Linked DNA regions of Sus scrofa: regions 2 and 3 are each linked to region 1. Evidence: chromatin contacts called from public HiChIP or PLAC-seq and promoter capture Hi-C data. All regions are on one chromosome and are shown on one strand. Each heading gives the region's core, a stretch centred on a gene start, on an enhancer-like site or on the middle of the called end of the contact. The rest is flanking DNA. Distances are from core to core; before and after follow the strand shown. Region 1 holds the start of PUS10 (putative tRNA pseudouridine synthase Pus10). Region 2 has its middle 53 kb from the start of PAPOLG. Region 3 holds the start of PAPOLG (poly(A) polymerase gamma).

The links. Promoter capture Hi-C pulls out the DNA fragments that hold promoters and counts their contacts. HiChIP or PLAC-seq counts read pairs in DNA pulled down with a chosen protein or histone mark.
Region 2: an H3K27ac HiChIP or PLAC-seq map of alveolar macrophages shows a contact between it and region 1. The contact joins the enhancer-like site here to the promoter of PUS10 in region 1. A contact is called at or near these places in 1 of 5 promoter capture datasets (liver), 19 of 47 Hi-C or Micro-C datasets (alveolar macrophages, blood, brain and 13 more) and 2 of 2 datasets of contacts at active chromatin or transcription factors (alveolar macrophages and skeletal muscle).
Region 3: a promoter capture Hi-C map of liver shows a contact between it and region 1, with 5 times the contacts expected there. The contact joins the promoter of PAPOLG here to the promoter of PUS10 in region 1. A contact is called at or near these places in 3 of 5 promoter capture datasets (fetal liver, fetal skeletal muscle and liver) and 2 of 2 datasets of contacts at active chromatin or transcription factors (alveolar macrophages and skeletal muscle).

What each region holds. Positions count from the first base shown.
Region 1 is chr3:80,789,671-80,793,145 of Sscrofa11.1, reverse strand. PUS10 (putative tRNA pseudouridine synthase Pus10) reads right to left here and starts at 1,902. Exons shown (of 19, transcript XM_021087518.1): 1 at 1,680-1,902. The coding sequence starts at 1,867. It overlaps PEX13 (peroxisome biogenesis factor 13), which reads left to right and starts at 2,039. Exons shown (of 4, transcript XM_003481205.4): 1 at 2,039-2,209. The coding sequence starts at 2,118.
Region 2 is chr3:80,970,760-80,973,775 of Sscrofa11.1, reverse strand. No RefSeq gene overlaps it. Among named protein-coding and RNA genes, the nearest start is that of PAPOLG, 53 kb to the left of the region's middle. Within about 2 kb of position 1,390, at least 20 of the 83 cell types and tissues checked have an H3K27ac peak or open chromatin away from gene starts, as enhancers often do. A contact at or near this core is called in alveolar macrophages, liver, retroperitoneal adipose tissue and 1 more, where this site is marked.
Region 3 is chr3:81,023,712-81,026,669 of Sscrofa11.1, reverse strand. PAPOLG (poly(A) polymerase gamma) reads left to right here and starts at 1,301. Exons shown (of 22, transcript XM_003125108.5): 1 at 1,301-1,628. The coding sequence starts at 1,612.

The sequences.
Region 1 (3,475 bases), core at 653-3,152:
TAAGTAAATTTGAGCTCAAGAAAGTACAGAATATGTGGAGAGCAACCTCTACATAAGGAAGCTCTGTGATCATTATTATTTACATATGAATCTGAATCCCTTCCCCCAGCCCAGTCAGCTAGTTTGATGCTGAGAAGGGATTAGGATTCTTTGAGGAGATGATAATCAGCATTTAAAACGTATCCCTGATTGCATTCTCCTCACAGAGAAATTGTTCTGTCACTCCCTTTAAATTATCTTCTCCCGTTGTAAATAAACTATACTGCAATAAAACTTTTAAAAATGAAAAAAAATTATCTCCTTTCCATTAGCTAAGGTCAAGGATTTCATTTAATTGAGAATTAACCTTCAACACAGAGAAACAAATAAATCCTACTGACCAATAAATAAATCCATGAGTGAGTGCTTAAAAAGGGCAATTTGTATCAAAGATTTCCCTGGAGACTTAAGTTAAATAGTTGTATTAAAATGTATACTTCCCCCTCCCCTTGCTGGGCCTTTCCTTTAAAGACAACGTTTCTCCTGTAGTTCACTAGATTAAAGGTATCACGACAGTCAGTAAATGACACAGTGCAATCTCTTGGCTCTGAAAAGTTCCCAAACCTGTTCAGAATTACAAAACCTTGAGTAACTAACTGCAAGAGGTTTTAAAAAAACAAAACCCTCCTCCATATGTGTTAATAATGAAACTTATAAACCTCTCAAGATCATTTTCGCGTAGCAACAATCTAGCGACTTTTCAAGAAAGTTAACATTATTAGGAGAAAATACTTTATGCCTTAAGGCAGTTTCACCTTGATGTACTGCACTGAAATGACAGGCTTTTATAAGACATCAGAAATCAGTTGTTCCATATTAGATTTATTATCTTTGAAAGCAAGCCCTGAGAAATATACCCCATACTGTAAGGTTTTCGCTGTTGGTTACCTTTAAAATGTTTGCTTTTCGTTTACATGTTTACACAAAGAACTGGAACTTCTCATTGCAAAAGAACCTCTCCCACGTGTTAAGATCCCTACGGGGATGGAGTCCCTCTCCACAAACCAATGGCCCCGTCTCTAGTTTACCAGAGGAAAGGATGGATTTTCCTTTCTCACACGATTACAGAAACTACTGCAGTCAAGGAGGCAGCAAAATAACCAGGCTGAGTCTAATCCTGTAATCTTTTCGAACTTATTTCCATACAGAAGGGGGTCATTCTTCTTGTGGGGTGGGGGTGGAGTGTGGATTTCCAAAGGAGGCACTCCTAACTTCATTGCGCCACTGATAAACACTCAGCAGTGGAATCCACTCTAGATTTCTGGAAAGTTCATCCCCAAATCTAACCTCGAGTCTTTCCTGTGGCCAACCAAGCAAGCCTTGCTCCCCTTAAGTCAGGTCCAAGAAACTTCCGACTCACCGCCCTGCTACCAAAGCTTCTGCAGCTGGTGGGAAACGATCTCCTCCATCCACACCTCTCCAGAACCCTGTCCGCACCCCCTCACTTCAAATCTCCCCACCTCACCTTCTCCCACGACGCCGGAGCCTGAGATTTAACCCCTTCCAGCCCTCCAGTGGGAACGGGGAGGACTAAAGACAACGCACCAATTGCGTCTAGCAATTCTGTTCCCCGAGGAAACATGAGCTTTAGAAAGAAAGTACCAGCTGCTAACTCGAGGACTGAGTGGAGTCTCCCCTACCTGTTTGCAGGGAAATCAGTCGAGCTGCCACACAGACCGGCACCCCCCCCCCCGCCCCGCGGGGACAGGAATGCGTGGGGCACTATTCCCGGCTGGAGCCGGACTTGTCCCAAATAAGCTTCCGTGGGACTCCGATGTCTAGGATACTGTAGCCGCTGCCAGAAGTATCGATAAGCTCCTACCCTCATCGGGTTTAGAATGGAAATCCTTCTAGGTCAAAGAAAAAGAGAGCATTTCTTCCCCTGGATTAGTGGTATCCTAATAGACTGTAGTCCCAGCCGCAAAGCTCCACAAGTCACAACCTGACTGCAGAGACAGGCCGGGTGGAGGGTTCCGCGCTCTGCAAGTTGTGCCTTGCGCGCAAACGGATGGTGTCCCCGGGCCTGGAGAGTCCCGGCTCAGAGCCCAGTGCAGAGCGGCAGCCGAGAGGAGGTGGAGATGGCGTCCCAGCCGCCTCCTCCCCCTAAACCCTGGGAGACCCGCCGGATTCCGGGGGCCGGGCCGGGACCGGGACCTGGCCCCACTTTCCAGTGAGTGTTTGATTCTTCTGGCCACGAGTTTTGTGGGCCGGAGCGGGCACTTGGTAAGGGGCGGTTGAGGCCGTTATTAGGGGTGAGGTGTCCCCTCCCCCTCTCATCCAGTCCCCACCCCGCCCCCCAGCCTTAAGCGGGTCGAGGTGCTGCCGGGGCGCCAGCAACGGGAATTTCAGTGTCGGATAGTTGCTTCTGGCTCGGCGGTTTTCGGTAGCGACGTTTTCCAGGGGGCTTCTGGGTCCCGGGGCTTGGAAGAAACGGTGCGGCTGTTTCTTCTGTTTGCGGGACACTCTGACGGAACTGTTTGACTCTTCTACCTCCGCCACCCCTACCCTTCTTCCCCTTAAAGAGTTAGACTTTCGGTTCGTAGCTGCTCAGAGAGGCATTTGCCCAGCCCCGGTTTGATAGGGAACAAAGTCTCAAGCCTTTAACCATTTCTCAAGTTGGTGAAAAGTCAGCAGGTCACATTTAACGCAACTGGAGCTCAAGCCTATACACAGTGCATTCTTTTCCAGCTTACGTAAAGCAATGAAGTTTTGGAAAAGCAACTTTAAAGCAGGAGTTGAGAACTGAGGCCTATGAGTGGCCTTTGTGTGCTAGATAGAGTGTGATTTTTCTAAGCCTGTGAGATATTGTTTTGTTGTAATCAATGTTAAATAGATTTACAGCTCAAAAAAAGTTAAAATAGAATAAAAGAGGAAATTTCACAGCCTTGTGTGTTTTGTGTTGAGTAGATCTGGACATCTTAATTCAAGGAAGAAAAACTCGAATGTCAAATCCCTACTGTGGTAGGTTTACCTAAATAAAAATCCCCAACAGGGGGACACAGCTTTTTGAGGACATGGGTTAGCTGTGACAAAGCAATAAAACTATTATTTTCTCCTTCACACCCCCACCCACCCCAAATTCCCAACGCACTGGAATGTATTTCTGCTATGTTTTAAAATCTCGTAATCTTTTCGCTCAGCGCTTAGGAGCCCGACTAGTATCCGCGAGGATGCTAGTTCGATCCCTGGCCCCGATCAGTGGGTTAAGGATCCTGCGTTGCAGTGAGCAGTAGGTCGCAGATGCCTCTTGGATTCTGTGTTGCTGTGGCGGTGGCTATGGCGAGCAGCTGCAGCTCTGATTCCACCCCTGGCCTGGGAACTAGCATTTGCCGCAGGTGCTGCCCTAAAAAGCAAAACGAACAAAAAACTTGTAATCTCCGAGTTCCCGTCGTGGCTCAGTGATTAACGAATCCGACTAGGTTCGGCGTTGCAGTGA
Region 2 (3,016 bases), core at 141-2,640, 180 kb before region 1:
CTTATGCAATATAGAAATCTAATCTATAATTTATATATTATGTACATATTTTTTTTTGTCTTTTTTTTGCTATTTCTTGGGCCGCTCCCGCGGCATATGGAGGTTCCCAGGCTAGGGGTCGAATCGAAGCTGTAGCCACCAGCCTACACCAGAGCCACAGCAACGCGGGATCCGAGACGCGTCTGCAACCTACACCACAGCTCACGGCAACGCCGGATCGTCAACCCACTGAGCAAGGGCAGGGACCGAACCCGCAACCTCATGGTTCCTAGTCGGATTCGTTAACCACTGCGCCACGATGGAAACTCCATATATGTATATACATATACAGAATATATGATATTAAGTGGACGTGTGTGTGTCCACTTAGTATCATTTTTTTCTTTTTATAATGGCCTGTGTCCTCCTGCCATCCATGGAACAGAAGCTCCAGAGGGAAGGGTGTTATCACTTTTGTACCTTCAGTGCCTTGAACAGCACCTGAAATGTACTCTATAAATATTACCAAATGAACAGCAGAAATAGAACTGGAACGTGAGTCTGTCGGACTCCCAAACCTGTACCGTTAGTCACAGGACTCTGCAGATCTTAGAAAATGGGGCGTATGTGAACAGTGGCAAAAGGCAGAAAGGTCTAATGTCCACGCTCAGCGCGGTGGAGGCTGAGGTACATGGTTGCCCAGGTCTGCCCTCAGCACGGGGTGTTCATTACCCCAGCTCACAACCACATCCTCAGGACCTGCTCTGCCCCTTTTCAGAGCAGCCTGTATCCCACGATCAATGTGGACTGTAAAGCCTGCCCAGGCTCTAATCGTCAAAGGCCATTCCGGCTCCCAACCTCCTTGGGAATCGGCTGAAGGCTTTGTTGTGACAGCATGGACGTTCTCCTTTTTCTTCTGTCCATCCTGCTTCCCTTCCTCCCCCAACAGGAACTGACCTTGAGATCATTCCCCTATAAGCTTTGTATGGGCAAATCTCTGTGGCAGAGCCTGCTTCCTGGGGAGCCCGACCTGTGGTGTTCAGAATAAATCATCCAGTGACCTTCCAGAAAGGTCAAAGGAGCTTTAGGAAATGGGGCGCAGGACAAATAAGCTGGGCCTTTGAAAGCTACGCCCCAAACCAGAAGAAGCGACCCTACATGTGTCTGCACAAGCTAGGCTCATCACATCCCTTTTAACGAAATAACCTGGAAAGGAAAAGAATGTTGTGTGCATGACCCAGGACCACCACCATGGCTCTGGAGCACGCCTCATGTGAAAGCAGCTCCATTTCTTGGCCACGCCGAGCTTAGCTTGGGTCCCTGTCTGTGCTGTGACCTCACCCTGCTGAGCCAAATGTACAGTAACTCATGAGTCATTGGGCTCAATCAAAATTTCCTCTTCGCTGCATACCCCGCCCCCACCCAAGGACAGTGGTTATCTCCACCTTCCCCTTCTGGAGCTCGGCTGCTGAGTGGGAGAGAAGAGGGGAGGGGAAAACGGGTCAGTCAAGAAATGACAACCCCAAGGGGGCAGCAATATCCCTGCCTGAAGTCCAGAGAAGAAGAGGCAAAAATTATTTAAATGTACTTGCCTTCAGGTGAATAAAAGTAAGAAAGTAGTCCCCTTTCTAGTGTGGGAGCAGCTTGAGGGCGGGTATCAGTTATCATAAGCAATAGTATAGGCCATTCATAAGACCATGAGTTATAAAGCTCTGTTTGGGGCACGTCCCATATATTCACTAGTTTCATCCTCATAACAACACTATGAGGTAGGGACCAATACCATCACCCCCATTTTACAGAGGAGGAAACTGAGGCACAGAAATCTTAAGAAGAGCCTACTAAGGCTGCCCAGATTACAGATGTGTACCTATCACACTGCCAGTGTGTGTAATTCAGGGCCAGAGTCAGTGCCAGGCTTTGGTGGGGTACATCGCCCCAAGGGCCCTTCTCACAGCTAATCACATAAGCCTCAGGGGCCAGTAGGGGTGAATGGCCCCCCAGAAACCCAGGTTGAAGAGAACAGGGGTTAAGGAGAACTGCAGGGCTTCTCTCCAAGCCCCGTTCTTCCTGTCTGGTGTCAGGGCAGTGTGCATCTCCCCATGGTTTGATTCATGGTGTCTGCTTTCTCTTTGATGCATTCATTCTTTCCAGATTTTTGACTATCTTTCCATTTGCTCACAAGGGAAGGCCTTCTGGGGCGGAAACATCACGCATGACTTAAAGGAGAACAATGGGTGCTGAGGGGCCGAGGAAGCCTGAGTGTGGTGGCTGTATTGTGGTTCCACAGCTTCCTCCAGGCAAGATCTGATCTTACATGACACCCAGCAGGGCCGAGGGAGACATTCATCACTTCCTCCTCAACAAAAGGTGCTAATAAAAGAAACTTTTCCTCTCATGGGCCGGTTAGCCACTGTGTTGATTAGAGCAAGATCTTAATGGATTGTGAGAGTTCCCGCTGTGGCTCAGCAGAAATGAACCAACCAGTATCCAGGAAGATGTGGATTCTATCCCTGGCCTCGCTCAGTGGGTTAAGGATCCAGCATTGCTGGGAGCTGTGGTGTAGGTCGCAGACACGGCTTGGATCTGGCATTGCTGTGGCTGTGGCGTCAGCTGTAGCTCCAATTAGACCCCTAGCCTGGAAACATCCATTAGCTGGACCTGTGGCCCTAAAAAACTAAAAACAAAACTTTAGAGATTGTGATTATTTACTTGTCCTTTCAGAGTATTCTTTTCCTTGAACCTACAAGCACCATCCCTTCCCAACATACACAGAGAAGCTTAGCTGTATTTTCCTTGGGTACCTCTGGGTAGTGTTGTTTATTCCCAAGTTACCCTCCAGGACCACAAAGAGTGAGGATCTTCCTAGGTTTCAGATTTTGGAGATGTGAGAATGTCTAGGTCTAGCTAAATCAGTGTTCCCCAAGCTGTTTTCATTATCACCCCCTAAGGAGACTTGTCAAATATTTTTTTTTCCTAATGGTCCTTCTCCTCATGACATTACTGGATATCAGCATATCTCAGGGTCATGAACCAC
Region 3 (2,958 bases), core at 52-2,551, 230 kb before region 1:
AGAATTCGAATTTGGGTCTCCCTGGCATTGAAGCCCTTGATAGCAATTACTATATCCTGCCTGGGATAGGTTTTGCCATCTCCCTACCACCTGTACCCAATCCCTATTCCCAAATCTTGCTAATTTAAGCACATGCCCTATTCCAGAAAGCCACTATTGAGCATCCCCTGTCCCCAGGTTTAATTGGCCCTCTTTGGGCCTCCCAAAATCTCCTAACCGCATCCCATCACAGACTGTACTGTATTTTAGTGATCTCTCTATGTGCTTATTCTCCTTCACTAGACTGAACTTTTGAGAGCAGGAATTAAGTATCTCTAGTGCCTGACACATAGTAGGTGATTTGTTTCTACAACAGAAGAATATCACTTATATTCAATTGTCTCCTCACTAAACAATACATCTGGGAGTTACCTTTTGACTCAGCAGGTTAAGGATCTGGCATTGTCACCCCTGTGGCTCTGGTTACAGCTATGGCATGGGTTCATCCCTAGCATGGGAACTTCTGCATGCCTCAGGCCTACCAAAAAAGAGAATACCTCTGGTTTTGTGCACAACTAAATCACTGAAGCCTACCACAGTGCTTGACACAAATTAGGTTTTCAATAAATATTTTTGAATGAATGATTCTATATGTACTCTCTATCTACTATGACTCTGAGTCACATTCCAAGAAAAAGCTTCTTCACATTCTTTTCCTTATAATGACTTACTGTTTTAAATTATTTCTACCCTTTGACATTTTAAAATTTGTCATCACTTTACCATTTTCATCCTCACATGAAACACGATTTCCAATATTCAAAAGTGTGAGATTTTCATTGTGTTCTATTTATCCTATCACAAACTGCGAGCATTCCTATCAACCTCTTCCACTTTACTAGAACGTCATTAATCAGGGGGAGGTACTTAGAGGTGAAGGGAACAGTTAGCCTCCAATTGACAAGCTTGCTCTTCTCTGGGGTTATTGCAAAGTCACACGTTCCTGGGTGTGACCTTCTCAGGACATAATCTCCTCAAGGGCTGAATTGATTAGACTATGACTATGACCTATTAAATTAAAGGTGTGGCATAATGAAAGAGTTAAAATAGTATTTTCTATGCAAGGTTGTGATCTTTTTTAAAATATATGATATAGGCTCTCATAAGAGAAACAGGAAAACACGTCCCAAATTACCTTCCTAGCAGTTAGCCTGGATTGACAGTCCCACTGAACAAAGGAAGGAACCAAACACTCCTTGAGACCTATGTTTGCAGCCCGAGCCGGTTCCCCTCCTATGGGCGGGGCACCCGGAGCCTCCGGGACCCAGGGGGAGGGGGCGGGGTGGGGAGGGGGCGGGTCCAGGTCTCAAGGGGCGGGGCCACGGCGGGCGAGAGGCAGGCTGGGAAGCGGCGCCATATTGGCGTCGGCCGCGCTGTATTGTCATAAATAGAGCCGGTTTTGTGGTGTTTTCACTACTCGGTTGGATGCCTCGGCCGTAGTAAGTGAGAGAGTAAGAGAGCGAGGAAGCGAGCTGCAAACGAGCGGAGGAAAGTGGACAGGAGGAGAAGGGAAGAGCAAGAACAGGACTCCAGAGCGAAAGGCACTCGCCGGTGAGGGGGACGCAGGAAGCGATGAAAGAGATGTCTGCGTAAGTGTTGGGGGGCGGCGGTTGGGGGAGAGGCAGAACGGAGTGGGCAGGGATGGTCGGCCCGGGATCCCGCTTTCGTTTCCTGCCCCCGCGTTCTGGCCGGAGCACTGCAGGGTGGTCTCCTTCCCTGCACCCGGCCGGTCGACAAGGGCACCTCCCTACACACTGGGCGCTCACCTGGCACCCTTGCACAGACTCGGGGACTCCAGGAGACCCCCATCTGCGCCTGGCTGCCCCACCTCTGAGGACGCCCCCAAATGAGGTTGCGGCGGGAGAGAGGCTCGTGTGTCCGTAGGGAGAAATTGTCGGTCACAGTCCTGCCCCCAGCACTGTCTGAGCCGGTTTCTGCTCCAGTCTGCATTGGCGCAAATACCATCCCCCTACCTCCTCCTCCTCCGTCTTCATGACCTGCGGTCTCCAGGTCTTCAAGAGTGAATGACCTACCCCAGCCCATGGGTTTCTCTTTAATAAAGGTTGTGCTGTTTTCACCCTCCCCTGGCCTCCCCACCTATCCACCGTGCATCTGCGGGTCTCTTCCTCCTGCTCATACTTGGGTAAGTCAGAAACGGTGTCCTCCTGGCAGGATTTTAAGCTTTTGACATTTTGGTTTATTAGGAAATAATTTGAACATACAGAAAAATGCAAGGAATAGCATAAGCAGCATTTGTGTAGCCACCATCCATCTCTCCCCAAACATAACGTGCTGTGTGTGTGTGTGTGTGTGTGTGTGTGTGTGTTTATACACATCTTTATTTAAAAGAAACCAAGCATAATGAGTATATCTGAAGGATTCTCCTACCCCCTCCTCCTTTGGTCCCATTCACCCCCTCCCCCAGAGTTCCCCACAGTTCTGAATTTTATGCTCATTGCTGCATTTTTTTTTTTTTTTGCTATTGCTATACATGTATGTTCCAAATTGGCATTGTTTTACTTGTTTTTAAGCTTCATATAACTAGTATCACACTTGTCATTCTGCAGTTTCCATAGTGAAACATAGTATCTTTGAGATTTGTCCATGATAATGTTTTCAGCTCTAATTAATTCATATTAACTACTGTATTGTATTCCATTGTAGGGATAACACCCTAATTTAGTCCTTTTCCTGTTGGTGATTGTCTTATTTCTAAGTTTTTAATGTTAACTGTGGTAGTGAACATTCTTGTACATGCCTTTTGGTACACTTGAACTAGAATTTCTCCAAGGTGTTTACCTATAAGTTAAAATGATGAGTTGAGGGAAATGTAGGCTTCTGTTGCTTGCTTTTGTTTTCCTGACTAGGTGAGGGATGTTCAGAACCATGGAATTGGAATTTTAGTGCTAGTAGGCCCCT